2 separate regions of the Rattus norvegicus genome follow, and region 2 is linked to region 1. Evidence: chromatin contacts called from public Hi-C data. All regions are on one chromosome and are shown on one strand. Each heading gives the region's core, a stretch centred on a gene start, on an enhancer-like site or on the middle of the called end of the contact. The rest is flanking DNA. Distances are from core to core; before and after follow the strand shown.

The links. A called contact is a pair of places that touch in the nucleus more often than the background predicts.
Region 2: a Hi-C map of liver shows a contact between it and region 1, with 10 times the contacts expected there. The contact joins two enhancer-like sites. A contact is called at or near these places in 12 of 12 Hi-C or Micro-C datasets (the A7r5 cell line, the Rat2 cell line, Schwann cells and 7 more) and 1 of 1 datasets of contacts at active chromatin or transcription factors (oligodendrocytes).

The regions. Positions count from the first base shown.
Region 1 is chr1:214,910,501-214,914,681 of GRCr8, reverse strand. It overlaps a transcript of Slc22a25 not described here. Among named protein-coding and RNA genes, the nearest start is that of Slc22a8, 15 kb to the left of the region's middle. Within about 2 kb of position 1,266, at least 20 of the 93 cell types and tissues checked have an H3K27ac peak or open chromatin away from gene starts, as enhancers often do.
Region 2 is chr1:215,012,501-215,016,695 of GRCr8, reverse strand. No RefSeq gene overlaps it. Among named protein-coding and RNA genes, the nearest start is that of Chrm1, 18 kb to the right of the region's middle. Within about 2 kb of position 1,650, at least 9 of the 93 cell types and tissues checked have an H3K27ac peak or open chromatin away from gene starts, as enhancers often do.

The DNA of each region.
Region 1 (4,181 bases), core at 17-2,516:
GATTCAGCTAGGCCTGCTGGCCAATGAGTTTCAGGACTCTACTTATCTGCTTCCACAGAAACTGTGCTTGGCTTTTTATGTGGGTGTTGGAGACCTGAACCCAGGGCCTCATGCTTGCACAGACGGCATCTTACCAAGTTAGCAGTCTTCCCAGCCCACATAAGCCTTCTGAATTTTGTCTTTCCCATCTGCAAAATTCAGACAATGCCACCCACACTGCAGAGTTGTGAGAGGTCATGAAACAACTCATGGCTATGACACTAGCCTCGTGTGCCTGGCATAGAGTAGGTACTTAGCAACTGGTGGCTACTGACAGGATTGATGTCAGTGAGAGCTTCTTAAGGGCAGGGGACGTGTCTCTCGTTTCAGTACCAGCACCTGGTACTGCGTAGGCACTGAACAAATGTTTGTCAGATGAGTGAACAAGATGAATCTGACAGGGATAAATGTCAGTTCCTGCACTCAGATCCAAAGACCCAGCTGCAAGGGCTGCAGTGGGGGAGAGCTGTCTCAGTCCCAGTACATGTGAGAAAAGTGGAGGGGTTTACACTGGTGGAAATTCTGGCCAGTGTGAGGTGGCTACCAAAAAGCCAAGCCAGGGCATAACAGAGGCCCTGTGGACCAGACTCTGGGGCCAAATCCCATTCTGTGATGAAGTGTGGAATGAAGCACTAGACCCTCATTACAGAGAAATCCAGTCAGTGGGCTTGGAGAAGTTCTCATGAGCCCCTGGGTGGCATTCAGACCTTGCCTCTTGCATTTGCTCTGGTCTCTGCGGTAACAGCACCATGCTTCAATTTCCTTCTCTGTGAAACGTTCAAGCCACAGGTTGAACACATCATGTTTGTTGGGGAAAAGGCAGGAACCAAGCTCAATCCTTGCTGGATTTACTCTCCCATCCTCCTCTCCGAGCTCCCGCTGGGGGCGGCTCACACTGGAGGACAGCTTGCAGGAAAGCTGTGGGTGGTCGGTGGAATCTTTCCATTTTGGGGGTGGGGTGTGGTACTGGATCAGGGTTACAGGGATAGCTTCTTCCGAGTGGATCTCCGTGCTTCTTTTCTTCCAATTGAATCCAATTAACCGATTTGAAAGAACGGTTACCTCTCTGGCCCACATCCAGGCCCGGCCAGCTTCCCTTTCACATGCGGGAGTCTGTCCTTACTTAATATGCGCAAAACCAGGCTTCTGGTTCTTTTTCCATAAACAGCTTCCATAAGTGCCGGCCTTGTGGTCCCCATGCGTCCTCTGGCGGCCACAGGGAGTCACTGCACTGGCTTTAGGAGTTGGAATCAGACATGTTGGTGAAATCAGGCCCTCCATCAACACCGGATGAATGGGGGAAAGTAATACATGTGTATACAATCGAATCATGTATTAAGAATTAAAAAGGGTTGAAACGTCGTCATATACTACAACATTAATGAGCCCTCTACATATTTTTCTTAGTGAAACAAGATACAAAATCAGATAACTATAATTTTGCATATAAGGAGCACTAGAAAGGGAAAATTAAAACATGCAGGAATTAGAATAGAGGTTTGCATATGATGAGAGGGGTTTGGAAGGGGAGTTTGCTTAATAAGTTCAGAATTCTGTTTCCCATGACAATCTGGAGGTGGGCAGTGGTGGTCATTGCTCAATACTGTAGATATGCAGAAGGCCACAGAGATGTTCTCACAGAGATGCGTGGTGTCTGGGCATGCCTGCAATCCCAGCACTCTAGAACTTAAGGCTGGAGGATACATAAGACACTGTCTCAGAAAACAAAATAGGGCTGGGAGATGGCTCAGTAAAGTACTCGAGGGTTTGGATTTGGATCTCCAGCACTCTGGGATTTGTAAAATCAGGGTGTTGATTTCACAGGATCTGCTCCAGAAAGCTCCTGGAGCTCATAACAGTTGTGGTTACCTGCACAAAACTTGCAGCAAATCAAGCCAACCAAAATTCTAGCGTGGACGGGAGGGATCCCAGTAGAGGAATAGTTGGCAGTTGATAGCTATTTGAGGGAGAGAGAGTCACTTTTCTTCCTTCTGGAAGGTTGCTCATGCCCCGAAGGAGCTCTCTGCTCCAAGATCATATGGGCAGAACTGATTGGACTTGTGATTATTGATTACAAATGACATGAAGTTGGGAAAGAGACTGGGTGGGGGACACTAGGAGGAATTTTAGAGTGGTACAGGTAGATGGATATGATAAATATGTGTTGTATGAATGCATAAAAATTTAAAAGAATAAATTAAAATGCTATTAAAACTAATAAATATAGAATATATTTAGAATAAAATTAGAATAAGGTTTGCCATTTCAATCATGGGCAGTTTTATGTGTGTGTTTGTATGTTCATGTATATATACACACATACACACATACACACACAGACCAGACAGAGGTCAGTGTTGAATATCTTCCTTGGGCTATCTACCTTGAAATAGGGTCTCTCTTGAAGCAGTTAGACTGACTGGCCAGTGAGCTCCAGGAGTCTGCTGGTCTCCATCTCTCGCTCCTCGATGCTGGTTTACAGACAGATGCCACTGCACTCTGATTTTACAATCCCTGGGTCCTGAGGATGATCCAAACCAAAGCCCTCAAACATTTTACTAATGGCTGACACATGCACCCAGTGTGTGTGTGTGTGTGTGTGTGTGTGTGTGTGTGTGTGTGTGTGTGTGTGTAGGGGGGTTCTTCTGGGTTTTTATTCCTAATGTAAGGGATTCCTTGCCTTACTCTGAGTGGTCTGAACTGGAGCTAACATTCTAGCATACAGAACAGCACGTATCCTAGGGAGAAATGAAACTTGAGCATATATTTTGATTTCAAGAAGTGCTGACCCAGAGGAATTTAAAATTTTCTAAGTATTTTCTTTACAATGCTCTTAAAGAGAAGTTTTATCTTGCTTAACCCTTTGGTGGAAAAGATAATACTTTTACATTTCCCACAAACATGAGCAGTGTGTTCAGTAACAGAGACCCCCGCCCCATGTCTGTACTACTTACCGTCTAGTTCTACTGCAATGCTGAAGGAATGGCAATAGCTTGTGTTGTTTTGGGCATCTCTGCAGCCTTGCTGACTAGCAACTCACAGGGAGATATCGTGTGCCTGGTACTGCGATTTTCATTGAATAACTCATGCCTTTGGGAACAATGTTGTCCACCTACACTGGTTACTTCTATTCAAATTCCTTTTTCTTTTCTTTTTTAAATGTACTATGTTTTTTTTTTTTTTTAAACTAGCTTACAAACTAGTGGATTTCCATCAGGTTTCTTTATGTATCTTGAGTTTTGAATAACCTACCCCTACCCTGTTCTCTCCCCAATAGCCCTAGATCCACTTAAACCTTTAACCTCAAGCCTTCCTCTTGTCTCCTTTCAAGTGACCTGTGTTCTACTGTCTCTGCTAACCAAGTTTGTTTCTTTGGTTGGAAAACCATAGGCTTCCACAGTTTTCAAGCATCCTTCATTTTGGCTAAGCCTCTGGCCATCTTCTCATTTCTTACCCCAACCTACCTCTATGCTTCAACCTTTCTGCTCCCAGTAGTAGCCATTTTTACGTTCCTTTCTCTGCCCCCCACCCCAAACCCCTTACTGCACCGTCCCCAGTGACCTGTCTGTGGTTTCCTGGCTTCCATATGTCCTCCAGATTAAGCACACACACAGCAAACGAGGAGAAGCTGGGATTTACATATGACAGAGAATACGTGATTGTTTTTCTGGTCTGGGTCGCCTCATTCAGTATACTGTTTTTTTTTTCCAGTACTATTCATTTACCTACAGTTTTTGTGATTCATTTTCCTCCATAGCTGAGTAACACGCCACTGTGTGTATGTGCTGCATTTCACTATCTGTTCCTCAGTGGGAGGTCATCTAGGCTGTTTCGATCGCTGTGACTAGAACAGCAATGAACCTGGGTGGATGAGATTCTCTGCAGTGGAATATGGAGTTCTTCCGGTATTGTCTAGGAGTGATGCAGCTGCGTCCTGTGGTGGCTGTCCTTTTGGTCTTTTGAGAAACACCCAGACGGATTGGCACTGTGGCGGCCCCAGTTTACACCCCCACCAACAGTGTGTGGAGGTTTGTCCTTTCCTCACATCCATGCCAGCCTTTGTAGTCATTTGAGTTCTTGAAGATGGCCATTCTGACCTGTGTGAGCTGCAACCTTAAAGTAGTTTAATCTGTGTTTTTCTG
Region 2 (4,195 bases), core at 401-2,900, 100 kb before region 1:
GTTTATATTATGGCCTGGAATATGTGAGTTTTCTCTTTGTAAGTTCAAAAGTGGCTGGGTAAAGTGCTTGCCGCTAAGCCCAGGAACCCCAGTTTGATCCCCAGAAGAGAAAACAGAGTCTCCCAAATTGCCTTCTGATGTCTGCACATGCTCAGTGGCACCCATGTGCGTGTGGTGTGCACACACACATACAATAAATATAATAAAAGAATCTTTCTTACAAAAGCTTCAAAGAGTGCTCTTTGCCCTCCTATGTGACACTGTCCAAATATATTCTAAACTACTGCGTTAGACTCTCAGGGGCAGACCAGTGAGTGGCAAAGTACTTGACTAGCATGCACAGGTCTTAGAGTCCGCCTCCTGTGCTAACTAATATTGGGGTCAGCCTGTGTGCTGTGTATTCAGATGCTGAGTTCTGTGCCCCAAGATGAGGTTGCAGCCTGGACACAGGCACTGTACTGACCAATGGGCTGTAAAGAATGCTGCCCAGTAGCCTCTGACTGGGGAATAAAAAGCTTGGGCCTCTGACTAGGCAGGGGAGATAGGAGAAGGAACTGCAGATCGAGTGAAGAACGAAGAGAAGGAAGAAGGGCAATGTCGTGAGGCAGGGTGTACCATGAGCACGTGGCCAAGAGAAGCTTGCACTGAGGACACACATGGAACAGAACCAGACTCAGATGGCAAGTTATGAGGCATGTATCTGATTATTAATAACCTAGCTGGGTTACACTAGCTCAGAATCTGCCCGGCACAGTGCCAGCCGATTGTTAATAAAGTCTCATGTCTCCATGTTGTTTACTTGGGAGCTAAACGTGTTAGAGTGGGGCAGAAACCCCATGTAGATATTTAGGAGCAAAAGGGGGCATAGCAACCCTCCCATGATATTACTTCAATAAACTAACAGTGAATCAACTAACTAATAAAAATATCTCTGTGACTCAGGGACTAGAGAGGTGGCTTTTAAACGAAGAACGAAGACTTTGGGTCTGGTTAATTTTGGTGTGTGATTTTTTTGCAACGTGTTTTTATAATAAAAAAGTGTATGGGGGAGACATATAGCTCGTTTGTAGAATGTTGGCCTAGTGTATGAGAGGCCCTAGGTTCAATTCCAATACCAGTTTTACAAAGGAGGAGGAGGAAGAAGAAGAGGTAGCCATTTGGCCAGTGTGATGGTGAACATCTTTAATTCCAGCATTAGGAGACAGAGGCAGTCAGATCTCTAAGAGTTCAAGGCCAGCCTGGTGTATATAGTGAATTCCAGGCCAGCCAAGGCTATATACCAAGATCTTGTCTCAAAAAAAAAAAAAAAAAATAAATAAATAAATAAATAAAATAAAAAAAAAGGCAGAGGGGAGGTGTTTAAACATCAGCTTTCTTGAATTGCCAGCAGGTGGCGCTCAAATGTCATGGTGGAAATGGAAGTAGGGCGGGGCTTTGCGTGTAGGAGGAATTCTAACCTGTTCCTCTTCAGGCTAGCTCCAGTGTGGTACTGGTAGAAGAGATGGTATTCACAAAAAGACCTTGTTCTCTCCCTACTTCTACGGGAAGGCCTTTGTTCCTGGAGTAAAGAGACTCCCTCAGGGTAGGAGTGGGTGCTGTGTTTGGGATGGACAGATGCCCATGCAACCACCCTTCTGCCTCCTGCCATTTCCTCTGCCCTCCATCCTATGTGCCCTGGGTTGGCAGAACTCTCTCTTCAGAGGCCTGCAGGACCCAGATCCCACCTGCCGTTTACCCTCCTTCTTGCCAGGGTGTGCGCTGGGCACTCTTCGAATGTAAGATTCTTCTTCCTGGTCTGGGGGACTAGGGCTCTAGACTTCCCAAAGCCAGAACAAAGGTACAGGGTAAGACCTGGGTGAGACACTAGACCTGGTTTCTGGCCATTACCTGTGGCAGCCTCCTCTGTGGTGACACTGATGGTAGAGTCATCCGGTGCTTTTGCCAGTTTGCCTCATCCCTCTGACACCTGCAAGGGACTAGCTCCTCTTAGAGACTGAAGACCCTGAAAACAGGAGGAATGCCTAGGGTTGTTTGGTGGGGGGCATGGCAGGACCACAGTGAGGTCCCCAGAATAGGGAACAAGTGACAGGTGTGAGCTGCTACTCTCACTACTGGTCCTGATGATGGTCTCACCCCTCCTTCCTGATTTAGTCCCACCCCCTCTCTCCTTGATGTTCCATTTTCTCCAAAGCTTCACTCTGTCCAGTGCTGCTTCCTCAGCCCCTCCACCTCCGTACCCTTGACACAGGCAGGGTATTTATTTCTGAAGGGAACTTAGGGTTACAAGAGAGCACAGGCAAACAAGCCCTTACCAGGGTCTCAGCTGACAACCTAGGGGGCTGTACTGGTGATGCAGGGGTACAGGGTTTACATCTGAGGGTCATTCCCACACTGCTGTATTTCTAACGGCTCTGGCCAGTTTCTCCATGTCCACCTAGTCGCTATCCTTGCCCACGGTATTGGAAGACTCCACTCTGTAGGTTGTGGGTGATGTGAAGGTGATTGAGAATTTGACATCCCATTTGGCTACTAGGATTGATGAAACTTATGAGGCTGGATAAGCAAGTTTCTTCTTCCTCTATCACCCCTCTGCATTCATCCTGTCCAAAGCTGTACACTCAGTTCGAGAAGAAGACCTTCCCAAGTAGAGGAGGGCCCTCTTTTGGTCAAGGGTATATACCAGGAGGTGCACACCCCAGCTAGAACAGCCAGACAAGCTCTCCAGGTCCAACAGTTTCTGGGAGTTCAGGAAGCTAAATGTGGGGGATGAATTCCCACTTCTTCTTCAGGGATTAACAAAAAAAGACTTATTTATTTATTACGTATACAATGTTCTGCCTGCATGTATGCCTGTGGGCCAAAAGAGGGCACCAGATCTCATTACAGAGGGTTGTGAGCCACCATGTGGTTGCTTGGACTTGAACTCAGGACCTTGGGAACAGCAGCCAGTGCTCTTAACCTCTGAGCCAACTCTCTAGCCCTGCAGGGATGGCTTTTTTTTGGGCGGGGCCCCACCCAGGACCTCAGCCTTCTAGGAGTCTTTTTTTTTTTTTTTTTACCTCCTTCAAACTTAACTTTAATTTGTGCCAAAATCCCCTTGAGGCTGCTGGTTATGGATAGCTGGTTTCCATCCTTGGAATTCCCCTTTTAGTAAACCCATGGTGACCCCAGATTATTTATCTATATAAGTTCCAAGGTGCTGGCAATGTTCCTGGTTTAGACCACTGTTAGCTTAGCAGGCCTTGTCTAGCTCCTCGGAATTGTGGCTAACCACTGGATTATCCAGCCTAGAAGAAAATCTTTGCTTGTCTGTGTACCCTGGAGCACACCGGATAATCTATACTAAGAATATGGCTTGTGATGAAGGTTCTAGACCACACTGTCCATTAAGTCTCTAGAAAGGGCTGGATACTAACTGAGGCCAACCATCTAGGTAGTCAGCCATGTCCTTTCCTGTGCCCATCCTCTTGTAAAACCACCTGACATCAAGGTTCTGGAGGGCTTTTGTGGCTGGCAGTATATCATGTAAGCCGTCATACATCATTGCTGGAGAATTAAGTATTCTGTGACTTCCTGGGAAAGGAACTGGCATTTTGTGCCTGGTTACTCTGGGATTCTGCTCTGTGTGCTTTCTTCTGAACTCTGTCACTGTGACAGTGACAGACTAGTGGCATTGCAGAGTTCTGTATGTTTTCCCAGCAAATCACTGACATCAGGGTTGACCTTGGGACTCCCAGCCACTACTACTGTTGTGGGGTTAATCAATCAATCAATCAATCTCTCTCTCTCTCTCTCAGTATAGAATAGGGAAAGGGAATTAAGAGGGTAGTAGGGACAGAGAAAGGCAGAGGGTGGGGAAGATGAGAGAGAGAGAGAGAGACAGACAGACAGACAGACAGAGACAGAGACAGAGACAGAGAGAGAGAGACAGAGAAGAGAAGTAGAGGCCGGCCATGGGTGCATGGAGACGGGAAAGGGGTGGGGAGGGAATGGGGAGAGAGTGGGGGCAGGAAGGCAAGAGCAGGAGAGGAGCAAGAGAGAAAGTCTCCTTTTCATTAGGCTGTGGGAACTTCTCTTACCAATCCAATGCTTTAGGTTGTGCCCTGACCCTGATTGAATGGTTTGCTGAGTATCCTAGGTCTGTCATCCCTATAGTCTAGAGGTCAGGAGATGTGGACTACGTGGAACCTGGGTG